2 separate regions of the Mus musculus genome follow, and region 1 is linked to region 2. A link is a contact called in public HiChIP or PLAC-seq data. All regions are on one chromosome and are shown on one strand. Each heading gives the region's core, a stretch centred on a gene start, on an enhancer-like site or on the middle of the called end of the contact. The rest is flanking DNA. Distances are from core to core; before and after follow the strand shown. Region 1 overlaps Agbl1 (ATP/GTP binding protein-like 1). Region 2 overlaps Sv2b (synaptic vesicle glycoprotein 2 b).

Evidence for each region. HiChIP or PLAC-seq counts read pairs in DNA pulled down with a chosen protein or histone mark.
Region 1: an H3K27ac HiChIP or PLAC-seq map of large pre-B cells shows a contact between it and region 2, with 4 times the contacts expected there. The contact joins two enhancer-like sites. A contact is called at or near these places in 2 of 39 promoter capture datasets (the C10 cell line and pre-B cells) and 1 of 115 datasets of contacts at active chromatin or transcription factors (large pre-B cells).

The regions. Positions count from the first base shown.
Region 1 is chr7:76,459,293-76,465,418 of GRCm38.p6, forward strand. The region is part of intron 17 of Agbl1 (ATP/GTP binding protein-like 1); the gene reads left to right. Among named protein-coding and RNA genes, the nearest start is that of Gm30774, 94 kb to the left of the region's middle. Within about 2 kb of position 3,624, at least 32 of the 459 cell types and tissues checked have an H3K27ac peak or open chromatin away from gene starts, as enhancers often do.
Region 2 is chr7:75,293,873-75,300,743 of GRCm38.p6, forward strand. All of the region lies in intron 1 of Sv2b (synaptic vesicle glycoprotein 2 b), which reads right to left. Among named protein-coding and RNA genes, the nearest start is that of 1500012K07Rik, 11 kb to the right of the region's middle. Within about 2 kb of position 1,794, at least 41 of the 459 cell types and tissues checked have an H3K27ac peak or open chromatin away from gene starts, as enhancers often do.

The sequences.
Region 1 (6,126 bases), core at 2,374-4,873, 1.2 Mb after region 2:
AACTATAATAAGTTATTTGAGTTTCTATGCTGGTTCTAGTGATTCAGCATCTTATATGCCTCTTATATCTTGTTGGAGTTCTTTTTCTTTACGTTTGTAAATTTTTTACCTATGGTTTTACTAAAATATTTTCCATGCTTGTTGAATTAAATGATTCTCCTTTTTTGTATATCTATGTTTCCCCAAACTATTATATTATGTGCTACATATAAGTCTGTTATATTGGTGAGCTCTCCAATAATATTTTTATCTGACTTGTCATTTGCTTTTCACTAGTTTGGTTTGCTTTTTCTTCAGTATTTCTCTCTTTATTAGACTTCATTTCATATAATGAGTTGATTGCTCTTTTTCCATTAATCTCTTTGTGTTTGTTTCTTGGAAAATGATCATGTGTACTCTGAATTACTTGACTACATTTATAATGATTTATTTGAATTCTGTATCTGGAACTACATGTAAGATACTTTTATCAGGGGGCTTTGCTATGGGATTAGTAATTTTGGGAGGTAATAGTTTGTCTTGGTTTTTATATTATGTGTGTGTGTTGTGTGACTATAATTGTATGTATTTCCTGGGAACTAGTCATCTGGTTAGATCATTGGTTAAGATAGTTGTCATTTGGGGCTTCTTTATTACTGATTGATTGATTGATTGATTAATTGAGCTAGGGTCTCACTATGTAGCCTTGGCTGTCCTAGAACTCACTATGTACACTAAATACAGTTCAAACTCACAGAGATATGCCTGTCTATGTCTCTTCCATGCTGGAACTAAAGGCACATGCCACCACCATGCCTGGCTATTTTGTTTCAGATGTATTTGAAGTTACCCCTCTTTATTCAGTGGGGGCATTTCCAGTGTTCATGAGAGATCAGATTGTAGTCCAATTGTAATGTTTTCCTCTGTTAGACTGGTGTTCCAGAGGTCAGGTTGGATTTTCACTCTATTTCTGGGAGTTGAGTGCTGTCTTCAAAAGCAGGTACTAACCAGCCATTAACCTACTCTTATAACAGGGTGGCAGGTAACTAGTAGACATTTGTTACGTTCTTATTTGTTTAGGGAATAAAGGGATCCAATAGTACTACTATGTATGCCAGTACTTTAGTTATTGTGGCGTGAGTGGAAAGGAAAAGACAAAAGCAGACATTAGGAAAGGGATACACACAGGAGTGGGGATAATAGAAGCAAAGGAAAAAATATAGGGTGGAGACTGTGAGTGTTTGTTTAACAATATACCATAAAGGGAGGTGGTAGAATCATGTATTGTATATAGTAAATCAGGCTAGTATATCATAAATCATAAATCTGGACTTTGTGAGGTATAACAATAATGCATGCATATGGGAAAAGAAGAAAGGAAAAACAAACAGAAAGTCAAAAAAGGGGCAGGGGCTGGACATAAAGTCGCACAGGGACAAGTAAATGGTAAGAGATGAGAATGTTAGGAGGTAGAGTGAACCTGCTGCATTGACCTAGGGTGTTTTGTGGGGGAGGAATCCCTGCAGTTGGAAGGACAGCTGAGAGCAGAAATGAGATAATGGAGACACTGACTTGGGTGTTGATTTCATTTCCTCAGTGGGTTTGTTGTGTTTTCCTAGTCCTGGCCTGTGATATGCTGGATGCTGATTTTGACCTGTGCTCCTCTCTTCCTTCACTTTTATATGGAGGTGTTTTGGGGGTGTGTGTGGGTGATGGTGAGCGACTAGCTGAGGACAGACAAGGCAAGTGTTTTTTTCACCCCACAGCTATGGTTGAGAGGTAATACCGTTGGTCTACCAGCAAGAGGGGCGTGTCATACCCAAAGCATTGTTCCGAGGTTTTGTTTAGTTCCTATAGTTTTACTGGTTCCTGTTGGGTGCTATAAATCCCTACCAGTAGAGCGTGTGTCGATTTCCTGCTAGAGCTCATTCCACAGGTTTGCTATTACTTCAGATTCTGCTGGATTTTGCAGTTATGTCAGCAGCTGCTTTGAGTAGTGTGGTTCCAAGCAAGAAGTCCAGCCTGATGGTAGAGAAAGTTGGTAGGTCTGATGGTAGAGGAAGTTGGTGGGTCTGATAGGAGAGGAAGTTTACTTAGACATTGCCCTGATCTGTTTCTCTAGCTATGCTCATTTGCTTACTCCAACATAGCTCTAGGCCATCACCTTACTCTGAAGTCTGCCTTGTTGCTTTTTTAAATTGAAAATTTTTTTTTCATATACTATATTCTGATCATGGTGTCTGCTCACCAAACTCCTTCCAGACCCTCCTCACCCATTTGCCCACTGAACTCTCTGCCTTCGTTCTCTTTAGAAAATTATCCAAAAGACCAAACAAACCAAACTTATTGAAAATTAAGTAACAAAGAGAAAACATTTTTTAAAAAAACCAGTAAATACCTCTGACAAATGCTCTTGTTAAGTTGTCTAGGAAACCTTCAACATCTGACCTGCCTAACCCAACCCATTGTAGAGTTTACAGGCCTCATGCCTCTAAAAGATAATGGTTCTTACTTAATACCTTTACCCCCACCCCCATACTTCTTGCCTTCATCTCCATTTTGCAGATGGCAGCCAAGGAAAGCTCATATCCAGCCTTTAGCCAGGAGAATGGGAAGTGGTCACTTGAGAAGGAGACTCCAGACCATCATCAATCCATATTCTCCAACATCCTATCCTTTTCTTGCTGTTTCAGGAGAAATTTCCTAAGAAATGTGTACGATCAAACCACATACTACTTATTAAAGATGGGCAGCATTTTGCTAACCTTCTACTTTCTCTACATTGCCTCCATAATATCATATTCTGAAGGATCCATTTCTGCATGGAGAAAATTGACCCATTTTATCCTATAGATTTACATTCTGTAATGAGTGTTTCTTATTTCTCAGAAACTTTTTGACCAAATTGTACTCATACAAACATATATACATATTTGTGCACACACACATATGTGTGTGTCCTTATGACATTCTCTTGACTGTAAGAGAACTATGAGAGGGAATTGTTGCTCTACAGACCTCTTCTAGGCAGGGCATCTGATCCTCTCCTAAGCAAGTCCTATTCTCTTGCAGAGTCACTATTGCCCCAGTGGATGGTGAGAAGCCAAGAAACAACAAAGGTGCATGAGGGGGTGGCTATGCTATTTTTGCAACTGAGGCACCGCCACTCTGCACTTATTATAGCTAAAAGAGCAGAGCATAACCTTTCTATGTCTCTGGAGCTGAGATAATCTCACTCTACTGCCTGGGTCTCCCACAGTTAGCATGCTGTTCTTTCCGGGGAGCCAAGGTGGAGGGAGCTGAGGAGGCTGCACTTGTGGTTGTTAAAGAATACCTTTCCCTTTTTTCTTTTGCTTAAAATTGTTCTTACAAAAGCAATGTTCTATTCAGTCTGCCATTATGCTAAAAGCTTTTCCTTGGAAGACAATAGCTGTTCTCAGAGAAAAAAAAAAAAGATTTACATGAGGTCCCAAGGGTGTAATGAGCTACCACAAGGCACCTGCCTCGGGTTGGGAGTTGTCACTTGTAAGTGGTTTTAAATTAGAACCGAGTGGAAAAATACACGGTTACAGACTTCCCCTTTTGGCTTCTTTGCAAATCATTTTCCACCCTCTCTGGCCTTTGTCTGTTTGTGAGATGCATGATCTGGTATGGAGGACAGAGCTTTCTCTGAGGGAGAGCTAAGAGTGACAATAGAGGCAATGTAAAACAGAAACTCAAGTCAAGTGAAAAGCCTCTCAATCTCGGAAATTTCTGCATGGCTTTATTTTGAAACCTCCCAAAGGCATGTGCAACCAAGCAATGCTATGGAGAAACTGGAGTCTTAGAGAGTGGAAATGGTCCACTTTGAGTCGCTTAGCTAAGGGGGAGGAGAGGCAGGGCTAGACCTCAGACCTCCAGCCTCCTACTGAGCCTGCTTCTTTTATCCTCAATGGGGTGTGCAGTCGTTGACAAAGCTTTGAGTGACACAGAATAATTGTCAGAACATACTGTTATGTCTCTTTGAACATCTTAAATAAAAAGAGTTAGAATTAGAGACCCTGGAGTGTATGCTTTTCTTGCCTTGGGGTTTTCATTATTCCAAACAAACAGGGCACAGAGTCATGCTAGGCAGCAGGAATACAAAGCCAATATTATTCCATCTTTTGCCATTGACATGCTCATAGTCTGTTGGGAGTGTGTGTGTGTGTGTGTGTGTGTGTGTGTGTGTGTGTCTAAAAGTTATGTAAACAGGTCATTATAATAGAACTGTGTCTTATGTCACTATTATGTTGCTGTGAAGAGACACCATGACCAAGAACATTCATAATAGATATCATTAGTTGGGGCCTTGCTTACAATTTCAAAGGTTAGTCCATTATTATCCTGGTGGGGAGTATACAGCATGCAAACAGATACTGGAGCAGTAGCTGTGAGCTCCATCCTCATCCATAGGCAGAGAAGGAGAGACTGGGCATGGAATGGACTTTTTGAAACCTCAAAGCCCACCCCCAGAGATACACTTCTTCCAACAAGGCCATATCTACTCTAACAAAGTCACATCTCCTAACCCTTCTAATCATTCACAGAGAGTGCCACTGCCTAACAACTGAGCATTCAAATACAGAAGCCCATGAGGGTCATTTCTATTCAAATCACCACAATAAGGTACACTGAAACAGAAGAGGAAACTAAGTAAGTAAAGTGGAGGCACAGAGAAGAGAGGATTTATCATAGGTAGACTTATCCACACAATGTACCCCATATAAACTCCATAGGCATGGTACTGTCATATTGATAAAACGTCAGAGAAACTGTAGTTGAAAATCCAAAAGGTATCAAAGCACTGTCTCACTTTTCCTCGAGACTATATAAAAGAGAGTCTGCAAAACACACCCAAACCACCTTCAATTTGTTTTTTTTCTCATGCATCTCTGCACACATAAAAAATGAGGACTTACATATAAAATATTACTCTCTTAACACAAACACCTCACACTCTGTGGCACTGAGGCCAGTTGAGTAGGCCTTTGTTGCATCCAGTTTTGACCAGGTCATGTCAATTAAAGAAAGATTAAGAGTCCCTCCTCCTCTCAAACTAGTTGAAGGAGGTGGGAAAGATTAGAAGACCTATAGGTAAGTAAATTGGTGTATATTATAGCATATAGATACTTTATTCTTAGAAGGGTTTTATGCAGAGGCATGAAATGCAGTGCCAGGCCTCCTTTTGAATTCTATTTTGAGGCAAGATCTCACTGAGTTGTTTAGGTTAGCTGTAAAAATATAATCTCTGACTCACACTCCTGAATAGCTGAGGTTACAAGCCAATATGAACAAGATTGCCTTATTCTTACAAAAGATTGTTTGGTAATCATAGTTGCCTTTTGAATTAAGAAATAAATCACTGTTATGCCATCATTAGGCATAATAAAAGAATGGTAAAGAATGGTTCAATGAAATTGTTGTTTGGTCTGCTTCTACATTCAAGAGGGTTGTGTGCCTCTGTGTGTGTGTGTGTGTGTGTGTGTGTGTGTGTGTGTGTGTGTGTGTGTGTCTGAGATTTTGTGAGATAGAAAAACATCATACCAGGAACAGAATCAACTGGGTATGATTCTGTGAAGGTCAGGTCAAAAGAGCATGGGGGGAAACTGACAAGTATAAGGTGGTAAAAGTAGTTTGGGTTAAATGGGAAATGATCTTCATTTTCATATCAGGGACATTTTTAAAAGACAGTGATGACTTACTTGGATATTAAAAGCAGGACGATAAGATCAGATTCATCTCTGAGGGAAGTCTTGAGACAATAATGTGGGAAAAGTTTTGAAGTGATCAAGATAATAATGACACAGAGTTCATATGCATGTAGACCCATGATCCAAACTCACTAGGGCACAAAGCTTGGCTTTGCCATTTATCAGAGCTATGACTCTGTGTTACAGAACTCTATTGTCTGCCACCAACATGGCTGTAATTAAGGAAACTTCATAAAAACAGGGCTATTGATGGACGATGTGGAAAGAGTTACTTGATTTTCACTTGAAATTTACTCACTCTCCTCTCATTCCCAGCTGTACATCATTACTCCCTAGCTATTTGTGGTCTCCCAGGATTCAAGAGTGTATAGGGTGTGGAAAAAAATAACTCAACTGGAAAAGACACAATGCTTTT
Region 2 (6,871 bases), core at 544-3,043:
GCAGAGACCACAGAGGTGCACTGTGTATTGCTTCCTCCCCACGGCATGTTCAGCTTGGTTTCTTATACAACTCAGGCCCACTTGCCTAGAGACAGCACCGCTCACAGTAGGCTGAGCGTGCCCAGCTCAATAATCAATAACATGCCCCACAGACATGCCACGGGCCAGTCTGATGTCGGTAATTCCTAGATTGAGAATCTCTCATCTCAGACAACTCTAGTTTGTGTCTAGCCAGCACAAATGGATAAAGAAAATGGGTTTTTCTATGAACTGCTGGAGTGTGTGAAGGGGCTGGTCCTACAGATCCAAAGCTGCAGGATCTCCATGACACAGGGCAACAGCAGGGTATCCAATAGGAATCTCAGTGAGGATCCTGTATTGATGGTGTAGCAGAAACAGAGGTCTTGAACCAGACCAGTGACTCATTGCAATGAATATTTGCAAGTAAAGAAGTGTGGACAAACAGATATGGTGTGGGACACACTGTTGTCACACACTACAGATTCCACAAGGAGGATATTTTTTCTTTTGGTGGGGAGGTAGCAAGGGCAAAGAGCGCATAGGAAGAGACAAGGAGGTGAGTGGGGTTGGGGTGAAGGATGTGAAATTCACAAAGAATCAATAAAAAGTTTTTCAAAAGAAAATGTGTTCTCTATGTACACAATGAAATGATACTCAGCCATAAATAACAAAAGCATAAAATATGTGGGAGATATATATATATATATATCTCCCACATATATATATATATATATGGAAAATATTAAGTGAGCTAACACAGACTCAGCAAAACAACAACAATAATAAAAAATGTTCTCTCTCAAATGTAAATCCTCCTGTCACATTTTCAGATTTGTGTGTTTAATTTGGAGTGTATATGGTGGCAAGAAAACTAGAAAAAGAAGATTAAATGAGGTTCTTAAGGGAGGGAAGATAGCACATGTGATATCACTATAGGGAGAGAGGTCTCTGGAGGTGGGAAGATTTAAACAGGCATAGGGAAAGGAGAGGGATTGGGAGAGTTAGCCAAAGCTTCAGATGTCTGAAACCCATATGGAGAGCTAATTAAAAGCATAATTTAACAAAAGGAAGCTTGAAGTTAAGCACCCTGCACAGGTGGATAATTCTCCTCCCAAAAGCCACAGATTGTTGAACAAGAATCCCAGTGGTAGGCATGGGGCCCCTCCCTCTGAATTGTTGGTCAGTAAGACCCCAGAGGTCTCTAAATTAATATAGGCTTCTGACATTGCTTCTGGCTGCCCATCAGGACTAGTTGATAATAAGGCCATATTTCTGAAGACTCAACACATCATACCATAGGGGAAGAACAACGAGGTGGAAAGGGCAAAGGATGGCACTTTACTACCCAAGTCTGTACTCTACTGGATTCAGTCTCAGGCAGGGCTGCTTGTCCCCACCAGCAACAGCCTGAGCAAATCCCAAGAGCTAAAGCCATTTTTCTAGCTCTGTTGGTGCATGCAAAGAAGACAAGACAGGCTTCCCTTCCAAAAGCATGACCCTTCTCTGCACTTTGAAAACCCCACTGGGAATTCTAACCACAGAAAAATCCTGCCGTTGTGAATTCTGTCATCTGTGACATACCTCATTCTCTGTCTATTTTTATTCTCTCTAAGCAAATAGGGTTTTTTTTTTCTCACTTGAAAGTTATTATACCACTGCCAGCTGCTGGGATTACACAAATAAATTGATAATAGCAAAGCAATATGCTGCCCCGTGTTCAAACATCACCGCACAACAACAAAGCAGCCTGCAGTGCCAGCTCCCATTCACAGCCTGCAAACAGAAGCAGCACAAATGAGGGCCACCCACTCTCCCAGCCTCAGAGGGACAGAGTGGCAAGCAGCATGGTCCCAGGATGGAGTTTTACTCTTCCATTGCCAATGTACTCTTACGTCCAGGGAGAATGTGCAAAGTCATGCTCATCCGCCAAGTAACTCAGTGTGATGCAGACACTCCTCTTCCTTTGAGTGGGGTCAGCACCCTGATGCATAGTAATCAAGCATCTAGTTATAAATAAGCTTGCCATACTGAACAACAGGATAAACAATTAATATTAAGAATGTTTGTGTGTGTTTTATATACATAGGCAAAGATGCCTTACAACTTACTAAGCTGTGATATACCCCCTCAGAACAGGGATCACATCTTCTCTGCCTGCCACTAATTCCAGCATCTGGCACAATGGGCCATCAATAAACAGTAAATACATACAAACAAACATATGTACATACATACATGCATACAATGTACATACATAATACAGGTAAAGGAATTTAGGGAGGAAATCTGCATTTTTTTTTGCTTCTGTGCATTTTAGTTTTTTAATGCAATCCTAGAGTAAGCAAGATAGCTGTGAACACTTCAGCTCCTAAGTAATGGAGGAGAGCTGGAGAAAATGGCCAGACTCTGGAAGGCTACGATGCTCTCCCACGAAGCTAATGTTCCATGAACTTTACTGCAGCTGAAGGAGTCTGCTCAGTGTGGCAAATATCTGTGGGGTTTGCCTACCTAGCAACCATGTGCTCTTCTTAGGTAGCTTCCTTTGAAGAACGTCCCCCCCTATTCTCACCACAGGCAATTTGGGCTTTTCACATTTTGACATTTTGGTGTAGGTGTGGGTCCCAACTAGGCCAGGCAGAGTTTTCTTAGCCCAGAGATGAATCTTAATCACAACAAACCTAGAAAAAAAAAATCATGGTGGAGGTTGTCCCTTCTGTGTGCTTCCAAACAGCTTATCTATTAGTGAGGCAGCCGCCTAGATTGTTCATCGACATACTGAGACGTTGCTAGAACACAGTAAGGGATTCACACCAGTGAAGGCTCTTCCCATAGAGTCACTGCTCTGCTCACTCAGCAATGGTTCTTGACCTAACTCCTTCACAGAAGTCCAGGGCAGTACAAAGTAGAGAATTTCAAGCCAGGAATTCTGGGTCGTAAATCTGCCCAGGAGTAGTAAATCACTTCCCCTCTTAGCCCCTCCGTCTCTTTCTCCCTAGCACGAAGGAACTAGGACCAATGCCCACAAAGGGGCCTTGTGTGTTAGCTCAGCAGAAATTGACCCCCTGAATCTCGGGCATCGGCAAAACAAAGCTCACATTGTGGGGCCACTAAAGCTTTGAGTTTAAAGCAGTTAATCCCTTGGCTGATGACTGGAACAAAGAGGATTAACCTCAGCTAAGACAGTCACCATCCAAATATAGAGCGACCCCAAGAACACATGAGACACAGAATACACCCCGCCTTCTCTCAAACTGGCTTCTCATCTTATGTTCTTTCTCTCTTGGCTGTTAGTAAACTCATAGTTTAATCAGCTCCTAAAAGCTAAGGGGTGAGATTGTCAGGATCTTCTCCTTGTCCCTCCACTGCCTTCCTAAATTCTCCAACCCAGAGTTCATTGATCCTCCTTTGAAACACACACACTCAAGGTTCTCCATGTCTAGCACTAAATAAATAAAGCATACATGCACCATGTGCCAGCAACCACGTCAGACATCTGACCTAAGAAAGCAGCCAAGATGGCAGTCTCAACTCTGAAACCAATGGGAATGCTCCTGTTGTAAGCTGTGTGCATCACTCGGTACTCCATACCATCATCTCCTTCAGGGTTCTCCCACAAGCCCAGGAAGCAGATCTTACAGTGGCCAGTCCACAAGTGGGAAAACTGAGACTGAGCAGTTAAAGGTTGGGCATGAGGTTATGTAGCCAGTAAGTATCATGGAAAGGCTCTTGATTTCAAAATGATAGAAAATTCTAGAACATTCCCAACATTTTGTAGGAGAAACAGTGAGAGAAAGAAAAGGGGGTGCTGGATTTTGGTCTCTTGAGAGGGTATATGTACTCTCAGAATATCTAGAAAGACCCTGGAACTGGAGTTTCAGACAGTTGTGAGCTGCCATGTGGGTGCTGGGAACTGAACCTAGATACACTGGAACAGAAAACAGTGTTCTTAACTGCTGGGCCATATTCCCAGGCCTTAATTATGTCCTTATTTAAATTTAAAGCATTTCTAAAGAGCAGGAAGCCTGAGTGATCTCAGCTGTAACTTTTTTTTTAATCTCTGTGTGAAGAAGAAACATAGTAGGACTTTTCTGCCATGTATGGCCATAAGCTTGCAAAAAACTTGTTTATGAAGCTCCAGACTCTGTGCTGGTGGCAATCATACTAGTCATGACAAAGGTGTCAGTGGGTGATGTCAACTGTTTAACTTGACTCAGCCCTTTCCAGGGCCAATCAGTGGTCCAGCCATTCTCATGTCCATTCTCAATCCAACAAAAGAACTATAAGGTGGCCACGCCCACCTGAAGTGATGCTGGAAGATGCAGTCTGCATAGTCAGGATATGGAAGGAAAGGTTTCTGATGACCAATTTGCCAGTATTTGTCACAGGCTCCAGAAGCAAATAGTCAATATGGTTAGTTCTGAGTAGAGAAATGAATGCAGTGTGCTTAGCTGTACAATGGGAGTTATGGATGGCCTTTCCTCTTCCTGGTTTCCTGGATGCCTATAATGTGGTTTCAGTATAATTAAACTGTCTGAGAGAAAGAGAGCAAGCTCAAGCCCCCAATTGGTAAGGATTCAGACAGCATGGGGAGAACCACACAATCCAGGTGGTTGGGAAATAAACCCACCCGGTGCTAGTCCTTGCCTCTCTAGAATACAGAACAGTCAGGCCCCACTATAAACTTATGAATCAGCACGTCCTTTTTAAAGGTCAGTGTTCTGGGAGGCACTGATGAAGCTCGCCCCTCTCCCACACTGCTCCAAACAGAGCACCTGGGTATTTCCATATCACCCATCCCGGGCAGTGATGTTCTAGGAGCTTCTTTTTCTTTGTTAAGTATTTTCCAGGATCTTTGACTTAACGCTTCACCAAATGAGCCACCATGCTTGGTCAGGGCTATTGCTTCCTCTCTGAATGGCTGTCTGTGATCAAGGCCAAATTAAACTCGTGAACCACTCAGGTCGCACATAGCCAAACCTGTGGCTGGAGAGCTAAGGATTCAAAGGGCCATTTTTGAGGGACAGAAAACTGAGTTATTCTGCATGGTACAGTGGCCCTTGAGTTTTTTCCTACTTGACACACACACAGCAATGACTTTGAAACTAGAAGAACTTCCGGGGAAACTCCTTTGTGTGCACTCATGAAGCAGTAAGGCCTTCTCTAGACCTCCGTACGAATGAACTCACACCTTCTTCCCCGTGTTCTACAGGGCAGGTAAGTCCACCATTATTCCTATTTTTCTGATTGAAAGACTGAGGCTCAAGGCTGCCACATGACTTACTATATGAATAAGAAGCAGAGCCCAGATGGAAACCTAGGTTCCCTGGGTCTGAGTCATCTCAATATATCATCCCAGGGATAGCAGTGCAATGTCCCTGAGTCCTCCAGGGTTCAGATCAGGAGCTCCTGGCACTGCTGTGTCCTCTCCTCCTCCATCACCCAGACCCAGAACTCTACCTAGAACATACCACTTTTTCCTCTCCCTCAGACCTAGGCTGTACTCCAGCAAGGCTCCCCATGTCTATGCCATCTGCTACATCCCAGATCAAGCAAAAGTCAGCTTCTGTGTCTTGCCAATAGAGCAGAGGCCTCGGGCAAAGCAGGAAAGACGACAGGAGTAACCTTCACTGGACCCAGACTCTGGGGCACAGCCAGGAGAGTCCCAGAATACTAAGTATTCAAAGGAAGCTACTGAAGGACCCACCCAGCCTGGGACGCTGGAACGCTCCTAAGATGGTTTCTGGATCTAATGATGAAGTGAACCCAGGCCCCATTTTCCTGTTCTCTCTTCACCTTTCATAGATGCTTGTGTTTCTACAGCCCCACTGAGGACGACTCCGGTTATATATATATACACATTACTTACTGTAAGGTCTTAGGTAAGTTATTTTCTTCCCCAAGGCCAGATGAGGAGTGTAGATTCCTTGCTTTCTAACCTCCCTTCAGCTTTGGGACATTAAGATCTAATTCATCGCAGGCCTTTTACTCCCTTGGACATGTCCCAGACCTGAAAAGGAATCTGCCTAACTTTTCCCTAAAGCAAAACCAGCCCACCTGCAAGTAATACTGAACAGCTCCATTACCCTGAGCAGCTTCTCTTCCTTCTCCTTAGCAGATTCTTTTGCAGCTTCCACCATGGAAAGATCAGAATTGTGATGCCCTCCTACCTACAGGAGTTCAGGAAGCCTGGAGGTTCCTGAACTTGCTAACCACACAAGGATGACAACAGAGAGAGCACCCAGTTCCCACAATGTACAGTCTGTTTCACCCACTGGACACCTGAGCTTTGAGGCTACAAGTCTGGAAAAACCACCTTGTCCTATAGCTATGCCGAGCTGATGGAAATGGAAACGCTGTTGGGTAAAGATACTCGTGTCTCTGAGCCTCATGCTTTCCCATCCCTAACGGGGATGCAGGAGGAAAGATGTAGTGTCCTAAAAGACACTAAGTTCTGAGGCATTAAGCAGTCACCATGACATTATGCAGGCTGAAGAGGTTGTGTGCACAAGAACTGGTGGCAGGCACAGTAGAATCCCTGTAACAAACAGGTTGCCTCCAAAGGCACAAGGCCGAAAGACAAAAGACAGGAGGACAAAGACCACGAACCTGTGACGTGCTAATGACCAAGTCATCACTGTGTATTTCCTGACCAAGCCAATATGGAGCAAACACGACAACCCTCATCCAGGAGAACAAGGACAGTGGTGAATGCTCATAGGTATATCTGTACCCACACACTGTGCACATGTGTGTCTGCACTGAGGAGAAAGAGAACCTCCAAGTACAATAATACCATGCAGAAGATTTTATGGGAACAGCCCCCAAGGAACTCCAACAAGAAAATCAGTGT